Linked DNA regions of Rattus norvegicus: regions 2 and 3 are each linked to region 1. The links are chromatin contacts, called in public Hi-C maps. All regions are on one chromosome and are shown on one strand. The core of a region is the stretch at or near the end of the contact, and the rest is flanking DNA. Distances in the headings are between cores, read along the strand shown. Region 1 holds the start of Cpeb4 (cytoplasmic polyadenylation element binding protein 4). Region 2 holds the start of Bod1 (biorientation of chromosomes in cell division 1). Region 3 has its middle 40 kb from the start of Bod1.

What was found. Hi-C and Micro-C count contacts between places; a contact is called where the count stands out from the background.
Region 2: a Hi-C map of Schwann cells shows a contact between it and region 1, with 5 times the contacts expected there. The contact joins the promoter of Bod1 here to the promoter of Cpeb4 in region 1. A contact is called at or near these places in 11 of 12 Hi-C or Micro-C datasets (the A7r5 cell line, the Rat2 cell line, Schwann cells and 7 more) and 1 of 1 datasets of contacts at active chromatin or transcription factors (oligodendrocytes).
Region 3: a contact with region 1 is called in a Hi-C map of Schwann cells, with 2.6 times the contacts expected there. The contact joins the enhancer-like site here to the promoter of Cpeb4 in region 1. A contact is called at or near these places in 2 of 12 Hi-C or Micro-C datasets (Schwann cells and liver) and 1 of 1 datasets of contacts at active chromatin or transcription factors (oligodendrocytes).

What each region holds. Positions count from the first base shown.
Region 1 is chr10:16,282,040-16,285,520 of GRCr8, forward strand. It overlaps Cpeb4 (cytoplasmic polyadenylation element binding protein 4), which reads right to left and starts at 1,549. Exons shown (of 9, transcript NM_001106992.1): 1 at 425-1,549. The coding sequence starts at 1,549.
Region 2 is chr10:16,496,228-16,499,708 of GRCr8, forward strand. Bod1 (biorientation of chromosomes in cell division 1) reads left to right here and starts at 1,691. Exons shown (of 4, transcript NM_001013854.1): 1 at 1,691-2,138. The coding sequence starts at 1,746.
Region 3 is chr10:16,456,474-16,459,954 of GRCr8, forward strand. No RefSeq gene overlaps it. Among named protein-coding and RNA genes, the nearest start is that of Bod1, 40 kb to the right of the region's middle. Within about 2 kb of position 1,593, at least 60 of the 93 cell types and tissues checked have an H3K27ac peak or open chromatin away from gene starts, as enhancers often do. A contact at or near this core is called in Schwann cells and liver, where this site is marked.

The DNA of each region.
Region 1 (3,481 bases), core at 299-2,798:
GGAACTCTGAGTTCCTTTCAGTGACTCCCTACCTTACAATGTCAAAAAAAGGTCATTTTTAGTTCCTTCAGATAGGCAGAAAACATTCATTAGTTTCCATAATGAAATACATTTCTGCTACACATTACTGTTTTACCGTTCTTCCTCAAGCAACTGAAGAAAATTCTCATTAAACAAGAAAGGTATAATAATTAATTAGAACACTAACTATCCTGTTTCTGTAATTATAAATGGAAAAATTAAGGCCCAAGAAACAGTTAACTGTTTTCTTCCGATCACACTGGTTTGCTAAAATAAAGACTGGTAACCGATTCATTTCCTAAGGTCCCTAATGTGAGCAACAATTCTGATTCTTTCATTCCACAGATACTCCACCACACTACTTCCTTATTCATCTTAATCTATTAATGGAACAACATCTTACCGGAAAAGGAAAAATGTTGTCAGCTCTGTTCAAGCTATCTTCCATCCAGGATTTTGGAGCAAAGGCTGAGCTAGGGCGAGCATACTTCTGGAGCTGAATATGATTGCTTGCAAAATTTTTCTTCAAAGGTGAGATGGAGTTCAGGGGTGTTATTCCACCGTTCAGCCCTCTGCGGTGATCTCGGCCTTGAGAAGCTCCCCAGCCACCATAGCCGCCACCTCCCGGGCTCCAGGAAGAAGAGGGGGTTGGAGAGGGACTCTGGTAGCTACTCCATGGAGAAGGAGGTTTGTTAAGATTATTCGCCAAATGAGGCAGCTGGTTAAAAGCAGCATTTCTATGTGTGAAAGGTGGGGGGTGGGGACTGGCAGGAGACCTCCTCTGCTGCTGATGCTGGCTGTGATGGTGCTGGAAATGGGGGTGATGAGGATGGTGCTGGGAGAGAGGCCCGATCTGAGGGGAGAAGCTACCACCAAAGCCAGGGCTGACATGATGGGGGAAATTTTGAAACAAGAGAGCACCATTATTAGCTGAAGCGCCAGGGACCCCTCCCTGGTGAAAGAAACTTGCATCTTCATTGATTATCGTGGAGGAAGAAGGCGCTATCGCTGCTGACCAGTTACTGAAACCAGTAAGGGATGATGCACTGGATGTCAAGGGTTGGGTGGAAGTCCCGAGGCCTGTGGCTTCTTGGTAATCGAATCCTGTCAACACTGGTGATTCAATGCGTATCTTTTCTTTTCCGTTGCTGTTCTCTGAAGAATTGTCCCCTGGATTTTCTTCGGCTTTTGCCTTTTCAGTTTCAGGCAGTATTCCAGCTTCCTGCCCTGGACTCGGGGACAGTTGTTGCTTTTCTAAAGGGTCTTGTTGTTCCTGCTGTTGACTTTTTGCTTTTTCTGACCCCAAGATCTCATCCTGAATGTTATGGGTAGCCGGAGCAGGAAAGAGCCAAGCTGACCCAGCACTGCTGCCGTTGGCAGCTGTGTTATTATTTATAAAAGCAGCAGGGTTGGGGGTGGCATTTTGGTGATGGTGTGGAGGCTGCAGATGTGGATGGAATCGGACTGGAAAAGCAGATTTATTCCCAGTATTGCTTTGCACTAGCACTCCAAACCCGTAATCCCCCATTTATTATTTTTAGGATCAGAATATCACAATAAAAAAAAAACAAAGCAAAACAACCTAATGTCTCAGGGCTTTCCTCCCCTGTATCTCAAATTTGTTTGCTTGAAGTATCTTATTTATAGCTAACTCAACGATCACAGCTTATCACCCTATGTATCTCTGATTTGGAATTCTGGTCTCTCTGAATGGAAAAGAACCTTAAAAAAAAACTCTTAAAATATTGATATGAATCCAATTGGGCTTATTTCTAGGAGGGAATAAAAAAGGAAAAGGTAAAAATCAAGTCTTTGGTTAGTAAAATAGGCGCTTTCTTTTTCCAAAGGAAAATGTACATGAATGACAGAAACACAGCTTCTCAAGCATCTATGGATATAGAAGAATAAGCATTGTGCGGAGTAAAAATATATATATATAAAATTTAACAATCACATATGGTCTTCCTCAGCAGTTTAGATTCACATAAAAATTAGAATAGGATTAAGGGGAGAATACGTTCTTTTCTTGGCAGCTTGGTTAAAAAAATCAGGAATAATTTAAGAACATTATATATTATATATTTATATATAGATAGATTATATTAGGTTATCTGGGGCGGGAGGTGAATTTCTGGTTGCCAAAGAGGAAATCAGCCTTGACTAAAGGAAAGATGATTGCAGGGAGATTTCTGCTGTTCCTGGTCCTGTTTCTGTTCTTTTGTAGGGTGCAGTGTGGGCCTCTGGGGCTGTTCCTGGGGCTCCGGGTGCAGATCTTGCTGCGTTTGCTGCTCTTGGGCTCCCCTCGGCCTCCTTTCCCCCATGAAAGGGGTTGGAAACACCCGTTTCTCCCTCTGGGGGGTGTCGCGATCAGGAGGGATTAGTGAGACTGGACAAGGGCGAGCTGGTGGCCCGGGGGTGCGGGGAGCAAGGGGGCGACCTGGAAGGTCCTGCGGTTTCTGCCTCTTCCCCTCTCTGCGGCTCCGGGATTTTTTTCCCTCATGGGACCCAGGGGCGGTTTGTTCAGTTCTCTCAGTTCGATTCTCCGCCGGGGGGAGGGGGAAGGGGGATGGACAAAAAGGAAAACCCCCGCTACCGTTGTTACTCTAAAGGAGAAAAGCCTCCCCCCTGGGCTCGCGCTCTCTTTTCCCCTAGACTGATTGGAAACTATAATTTAGGAGGCTTTTGTTTCTCCTCACGGTTGCTGGGCCGCCGCCGCCGCCGCTTTTCCCCGGTCCCGCAGTCCAGCTGTCGTCGTCTTTGAGGACTCCGCCTGGCTGTTCTTTTTCTTCCTTCTTCCTCCTCGTCTTCCTCTGTTGTCGCCGCTGCCTCCGCCGCCTCCGCCGCCGCCGCCACTGCCTCCGGTGCCCAGGTCCCGCAGCCGCGGCTGAGTCCTTCTCCTCAGGACCGAGCCGAGTGAAATGACAACCAGCTGGAAAGACCGAGAGACACTTCCGGTTCGATGAGGGAGGGGCGGGGTGCTGCGGAGGCCACGCCCAACAGCCGGAAGACCAATCCGACACTACAATTCCGACTAGGCCACGCCTCCCAGCCTCAGAGCCCCTCCCAGGAAGGTCTTCGGTCATCTCAGAGCCGCCTCTTCCGCCTGCGCCTCGCCCAGCGGGGCCGGCGTCGGCGTCGGGTCCGCGCATCCAGTGCAAGCGGTGCACCGCCATCTTTTTTGTGGGCAAAGATTCCTCGCGATTTGTGTTCCCAAAGCAGACTTCTTAGGAAGCCCGTGGGGAGACGTTCAGGAAGAGAATGGGCATCTTGCACACTGAATCACTGAGCTAAAGTGTTGGGGGTCGAAGTGGCAACCCATGAAACCGAGAATAAACCAGAAGCCTGCCCTGAGTAAAGGTGGGTGCCCCTGGCATCACGTGCTCTGGCCCAAGCTCCGCCCCCCGAGGGATGGAAGGAGGCGGGTTTTCCCGGCATCTGTACTGTGCCTAGAACTGCTTAT
Region 2 (3,481 bases), core at 441-2,940, 210 kb after region 1:
AGTTAGTGGAGTTGTTAAGAGTCAGAGCCTGGGCCCTGGTAATCCTAACACGCCAGGTTCACCCACTCAGCCACCTGCAAACAACCAACCAATGAGACATGTTTGAGAACCAGAAGAGGGAGATTTAGTCAATGCACCCGAATGACGGCACCAACCCAGCCTTCCAGAGGCCTAACATAAGATAGAGGGCAGGAGGTGTGCAATGGTTCAATATTCTGAGAGCCAAAAGAGCAGGGCTCAAGGCTCTTTAGAATATCTTCATTCCACAGATGGTTACACAATTCTATAAGTAGAAGGGGCAGGGACTTATGGCCAAGTACTGTGCTGAGCACCAGAGACAAAAACAGTCATGGTTTCTTCTTCGAAGCTTATACTCTGGGTGTTGTTTTGTTTTATAAAAAGAAAAAGAAGCCAGGGCTGTGTTTGGTAGAGGTGTTGTATGGTTCGGGGAATGGGGGTGCTTCTGCAGGCCCATGCTTGAAACATCCCTTCCCCCTGAGGGACCAGCCACATGAAGGTATAGTATAGAATAGAGTTTATTTAGGGCATGGGGAGGGGAGTTGAGGGAGGAAAGGCAGAGGGGGAGAGAGGGAGAGAGGGAGAGAGGGAGAGAGGGAGAGAGGGAGAGAGGGAGAGAGGGAGAGAGGGAGAGAGAGAGAGAGAGAGAGAGAGAGAGAGAGAGAGAGAGAGGAAGAAGAAAGAAGAAAGGGAGGAGGAGAAGAAGAGGAGGAGGAGGGGGAGGAGGAGGAGAGGAGGGTTGGGGAGAGGCTGGCCATGTGCACATGGAGAAAGGGGAGAGAGGATAGGGAGACAGGAAGAAGAGGGTAAGGGGAACAAGAGGAGAAGAGGAGAGAGGAGGGGGCAAGCAGCTCCTTTTTTATAGTGAGTCAGGCACACCTGGCTCTTGCCAGGTGACTGTGGGGCGGAGCCTAGAAGGAACGCCAACAGGTGTGGTTGGGGGCATAGGGGTGAAGATGGCCAATCAGCCTATAAATTATCCACTTCCAGTCACAACGATTGCTATAAGAATCTGGTTCAACAATAGACCAAATTAGGCCTGGAGCTAGAAAAGTTTTTGTGAGGAAAGAATAAGATGTGATGTACCTAAAATGTGACTTATAAGAAGGGCAACACCCCCCCCCCAGGCCTCCCTCTGGGGGTGGGGGGCCAGGGTTGAACTCTCTCACGGGACTTCCTTAGAGCCAAACAGGAGAGGTCAGCGTGGGACAGGAGTAGAAATAAATTTGATATCCCAAAGGGTTGTAACCTATCGTGAGAGACTGTGATCAGCTTAACCTTTGAGACTGGCTGGGCCAATATGAACTCCTCCACCGCCCCTCCCTGACACACAAAAAGTAAAATTAGTTTTATCAAAATAACAAAAATATTAACCCATTGTTAACCACATTTCCCAGATCATATTACTCAAGGAGGTCGTGGGGATGACCTCCTTTTGTTGTCAAAAGCACAGGCTGCCAGGCATAGAAACAGAGTTGCTGAATCACAGTCGCTAAATGATACGCTCCTAATCTTTCAATCAGTTCTGCAAGTGACTGTCGCCCACTGTAGGGAGGTCTGATTTCTGAGGGCTGCAGTGACTGAATAGGTTCTGAGCCTACAATTCCCATGCTGTCTCGCAAACTAGCGCGAGCGAGCCAATAGCCTGCCGGGAGTTGTAGTTTCCAACGGCCAGACACAGGCTATAAGAACATGGGCGATGGCTCCAGGAAACCAACCGTCCCACAATGCAAAGGTCGTTGGTGACGCTATTAGACGAGCGCCAGCAGCGCGGCCAGCGGGGAGCGCCGTGGTCCTCGCCGCCTCCCACCCTGCCGCCTCCGTCGCCGCCACCTCCGTGGGGCCCTCCGTGTCTGCGCAGCGCGGCCCACGGCTCCCGGAGGAGCAGCCGAGCACGGGGTCGGGCACGGGGCGCAGCCATGGCGGACAGTGCGGGAGCAGGTGCGGCGGGCCAGGCCTCGGGACCAGCGGGGGGCTCGAGTGGGGCGGGCGGCACGGTCAACCCCGCTTCGCTGCCTCCGGGAGACCCGCAGCTCATCGCTCTTATAGTGGAGCAGCTCAAGAGCCGTGGCCTGTTTGATAGCTTCCGCCGGGACTGCCTGGCCGACGTGGACACTAAGGTACCCGGGCTGCGGGGGACCGAGGGGGGCGGTCCACCTCGCCTCTTTGACGTGCCAGAGCCCGGAGTAAAACAAAAGGCACCTCCGGAGCCTGGAGGGACGCGCGGCGCGGGCCAGTACCGGTGACTTCTGTGGTGCACACACGACACCTGGACACTTAACCAGCTGTGATTTTTAATTTTTTTTTTAATTTTTATTTTAGTTCAGTCGCCTTTCTGAACTTAATGATTCTTTTATGGCTGCACACGTATATCCACTTCATACCCAAGGAACTCGCGTTTTACAACACTCGGGAAAGGCAGCGTACTTTAGAAGCTCTGCCCATTCTCTTGTTCACCACCCGGGAGGTGATTTTAAGCACCGGCTGGATTGGATAACACGTTAATAGCTATTCCCTTTCCTAACTGAATCATTTGCAGATTTGTATGAGGTCAAATTGGGATAAGCAGTAGAATCAGCACCTTATTTTATTCTGTTTAACTAATTTAAATGGAGTTAATGGCTATGTTAGATCCAGTGCCAAAGGCCAGTCTCTACAGCTAAAAATACCCTAATTCACCTCACTTGGAAACTTTGGAATGTGTGTCACGAGGCAGGTATATAGTAGTACCAAAACATTCCTTTTCCCTTTACAAAATTTGTTTGCCAAGATTAAGGTGGTGGAGTTACAAGTCTCTTTGCTGACTGAGAGGCTCCACAGGGTAGCCGTTGCCGTTGCTCAGGTTGCTCCTCGTGGTGTTCAGGCTGTGAGTCACCCAGGCAAGCGGGTTCAGTAGCCTCAGCTGTCAGCTGCAGGCTGCCTGGGCCTGTGCTATGTCTTTGATATGGGGTAAAGTCTGCCCTATATATACACATCTTAGGCCACAGTCTGCACAGGTAGGCCATCCTTCCTACCTCCACATTCTCGTAGAGAGAGACCAGAGCCATGCAGACACTGGCATGCTCTTTAGCAAGGATGGGCTGAAGAAGCGTTGTCTGCCTCCGGTTGGAGAGCAGGAGGCCAGGGGCTCGGAACAGTCCTTGTACTCACAAGGTAATTTCCTAGTCTTGTTCTCAAGCTCTGAGGAGGAGGATTCAGAGTAAGCGCCTCAGGCTCCTTTGAGGGTCACACACAGCTTTGCCTGGAAACTCTTCGCAGAGTAGCTTGGCTGTTGCTGTCATATGACTCCTGCTGAGGCTTGGATGGCTGTTTTCGTTTGGAGGGGGCCTTCCTTGGTGAACATCCTCTGTGAGTCAAGCAGACAGGAATGTTTGCATTTTAGAGACGGGAATTACTGAAAGTCCTGTGACTCGTAAAAAGTCAGTGCTTGGCCTAGAACCGTGTTCCTTCCAGAAACAGCTTG
Region 3 (3,481 bases), core at 343-2,842, 170 kb after region 1:
GGTGCCCTGCTTTGTGCCGTACACACCACGCCCTGTTGTAAGCACCCATATGACCTTTCACCCCCTAAGTGGACACTGCCGTGGTGGGGTTTACTCTGACGTCACTGGCTGGTCACTGCCGGGGCTGTTAGCATTCGAGGAGTGAGACCTCCCAACGTGAATGAGGCACTTTCTGAGACCTTCCTGGAAAACTCTGCTTGGATGTGTTTGTCAGTCCCTCACAGCTGACTCTCCATGTTCAGAACAAGCAAAGGCTCAAGAGCCACCTCTCCTCCATTTTCCATATACCTGCTTAATCCTCTCACTGCTGTTTTAGACCAACTCAAAGGATTTTACACTTTTCTTTACATGCTTATTGGTATACTGAAGTGTCTGGTGCTAATGGAGAAATTTTTTTTTTCTTCTCCGAGACACATTAGCAAATTCTGTCCTAGAAGAGGAGTTCAGTCTATAGCAGTTAACACAGGCTCTTGAAGGCCCTTACGAGAGTGGCCGCTGGTGGTCTGGTATTGCTGCCTGTAAGCTATGCAAGCATTCCCAAGCGGGAGCGCATTCTCCTGGCTGCGACAGAGATCCTCAGGACAGGAGAGCCACCTCCATCCTTGTAAGTGGCTGCTCCAGGTGGTCTAGTGTCCGGACTGCCTCTGGTGTAGCAACAATGTCTTAGAGAAGAAAGCCCAGGCTTCTTCATGGACCATGCCTTCTGTCTTCCTAAGATACATTGAGGGTCTACAGTAGCTTTCTGCAAACGGTTCCGCCTCATCCAATCATCTCCCTACCGAGAAACCAGAGATCTTCAAACAAGCCAGTTCAGTGTCTCTCCTACCTCTAATGCTACCACAGAATGTTCAAACTAACATTTTCTCTCCCACTTCATCTCCACTGCCGCCCCTCACTAACCCCTTCCAGCTTCTGTGTTGTTCCAAAAGGAACCGCAGGTCCCTGGTCCCAGGAGGGCTCGCCTAGAAGGTCACTTCCTCCAGCCTTTTCCTTTCATGGTATCCGGTCCCACTTTTTATCCTAGCACCTCTGAGTTCTCAGGACCTTCTCATCCACAAACATCCCTTCCCTTGCGGAAGACTCAGGCCACTGGCCTGCCTCATGCGTGTACAACCTAACGAGCCTGGATTCCTCTCCGGTGACCCCCCCCCCCAGTCTAGAATTACAGCCAGGGCACCAGCCTGCTTCTGGAACAAGTGTTAGCATTTTGCTCACAGCAGCTCTGGAAATTAGATGCTAGCCCCACACCCCGTGATTCAGTCAGCAGCAGGAGGAGGCTGGGTCAGGAACACAGAGCTCTCCTTTCTTCTGAGAGATAGCAGTGTTCCAAAGACTGGGGCCACAGAGGAGAGCTAAGTGACAGGCCTGAGAACCGACCTGCATGCTGGAAGCTGACCCTCCCCGGCAGTGTGCCAACTGTGACATTTAACAAACCAGGCGATCGCCCAGCTTGGAAAGGAGGTGCCACCTAGCTCTGGGATTGTCGTGTAGCTGGGATGGAACTGGATTTCCCTTTTCAGAACAAAGACAAACACACTCCTCTGGGAAGCCCATCCTGGGAGAGGCTGCATGTATCAGAGGCCCCACTTCCGTGCCAAGTATTCAAAGCCCGCGGCCTGGCCTGCTTGCTTCGGCAGTTCCTGGCAGAGTATGCCAGCATTCTTCAGCTTTGAAATTTAATTGCCTACCATAGCCATGAAGCCCATTTCCAAGGCAGAAAAAGAAAACTGAAAGGGGAAAAAAAAAGGAGTAAGGAAAAAGAAAAGCCACAGGAGTTGTAGGAGAAGTTCTCACGGAAGCAGGCTAAGATGAGCTGGCCACTGAGTTTGACCATCAGCCTTTGGGGGAGGTCAGTTTTTTTTATAAGCTAGTCCCAGAAGCTGGCGTTCAGAAGAGGAAGAGCAACAAAGACAGCTCTGTCAGCAACAAGAAAATGGAAGTCACGGGGAAAAAAAACCAAAACAAAAAAACAGAAAACGCTGCCCCCCGGAATCATTGTGATCTGCAAGATAGTCGTTCCTAGCGCTCATGTTCAAGAGTGGACGCTGATGGCCGTGCCAGGGCCAGGTGGACTCCTGGCTTTTGTGTTGTTCTCATTTCTAAGCAATGAGCTTGCTGTAACCTCTTTCCTGTGCCCCAGGAGGGAAAACAAAAACTTTCTCTTTGTCTCCCTCAGACAAATGCAGCTTCTTCATGAGCTACCCTCTCCTGCAGACAGACTTCTTAGCGTAGACCGGTCCACTCTGGGTGAACTTGTGTTTCCCTTGCTTGAAGAGAGCAATTTCTTAGGGAAAGGGGGTGCAGTCAGGGGGTGGGGAAGCAAGGCTGCCCCTTGTTTCTCAAATTGGTGTCGTAGTCTCAGCCTCTGCCTCAGAAAACACGGTAGGGCTCAGCCCGGAGGACAAGGGTCCCAGGTTTCACACCACAGTCTGTGTTTAGGGCCTCAGGGGCAGACAAGTTGTCTTGTGTCCATCTTATTTGAAGGACCGACAAAAACCTCTTAGCTCTTTGACATTTCTCAGAAAGTCCAGAGGCGCGGAACGTTGACGGCAGTCAGCGAGAGATACAGAACAACACACTGTAAAACCTCCACGGTGGGAAGGAGGGGACACGAAGGACACACAACCCCCACATTCAGCTCTCAGAACACTGAGATCGTGGAGCCCAAGAAATTAAAATTGCCCCACGAGCCCCCACTTGGGAAAAGGAAAAGGCTGAGGGGGCGCTAGTCCCCAGAAAGACATTTCACTTGGTGCTGACAAGCTGTCAGACTGCCTGCTAGGAGGCAAGATGGAGTACAGACAGGATGGCTCAGTGATGGCGGGACCTTTACCAGGGCGACTCAGGTGTTCAAGTCTCTGCTCTTTGTTCAAACTAAAACTTCATCTCAAGACCACAAAGACGGACCTTGAAGTGGGGTAGGGTAGCACTTGACCGCCCCCCCCTCTCTCTCTACCTCTCTCCCTCTCTCCCTCTCCTCTCCTCTTCTCTCCTCTCTCCTCTCTCTCCCTCTCCCTCTCCCTCTCGCTCCTCCCTCCCCCTCCCTCTCCCTCTCCCTCTCCCTAATGTAGCTGCACTGGAGACAAACAAGCAAACACTTTGTTTTTCACTGTTGTTTGTTTTCCAAGGGTGGATCACTGGACTCGATATGAGGGCTACCGGGGACCCAGACTGTCCCTAGCTGTTCCAGGAACAGTGCTAGCTCTTCGGTAGATATTAAGTGCACCATGTAGTTGAGAGAACCTCAGGCCTGTCTTAGTCTTACTTCTTGTCTGGGTTCTGGCTACCACCTAACATAAGGACCAGCCCTCCTACTGGGGTCCAGGTCAAATGAAACCAGGGAAGAAAGAGGGAGTAGGGAGGAGAGAAAGAGAAGGAACTACTGTTTTCCAATCATTCATTCATTTTTTAATGCTTGCCATATCCCACTCTGTGCCAACCCATGCTAGGTACCAGAAAGACGACTATGGGCGAAGTGTCC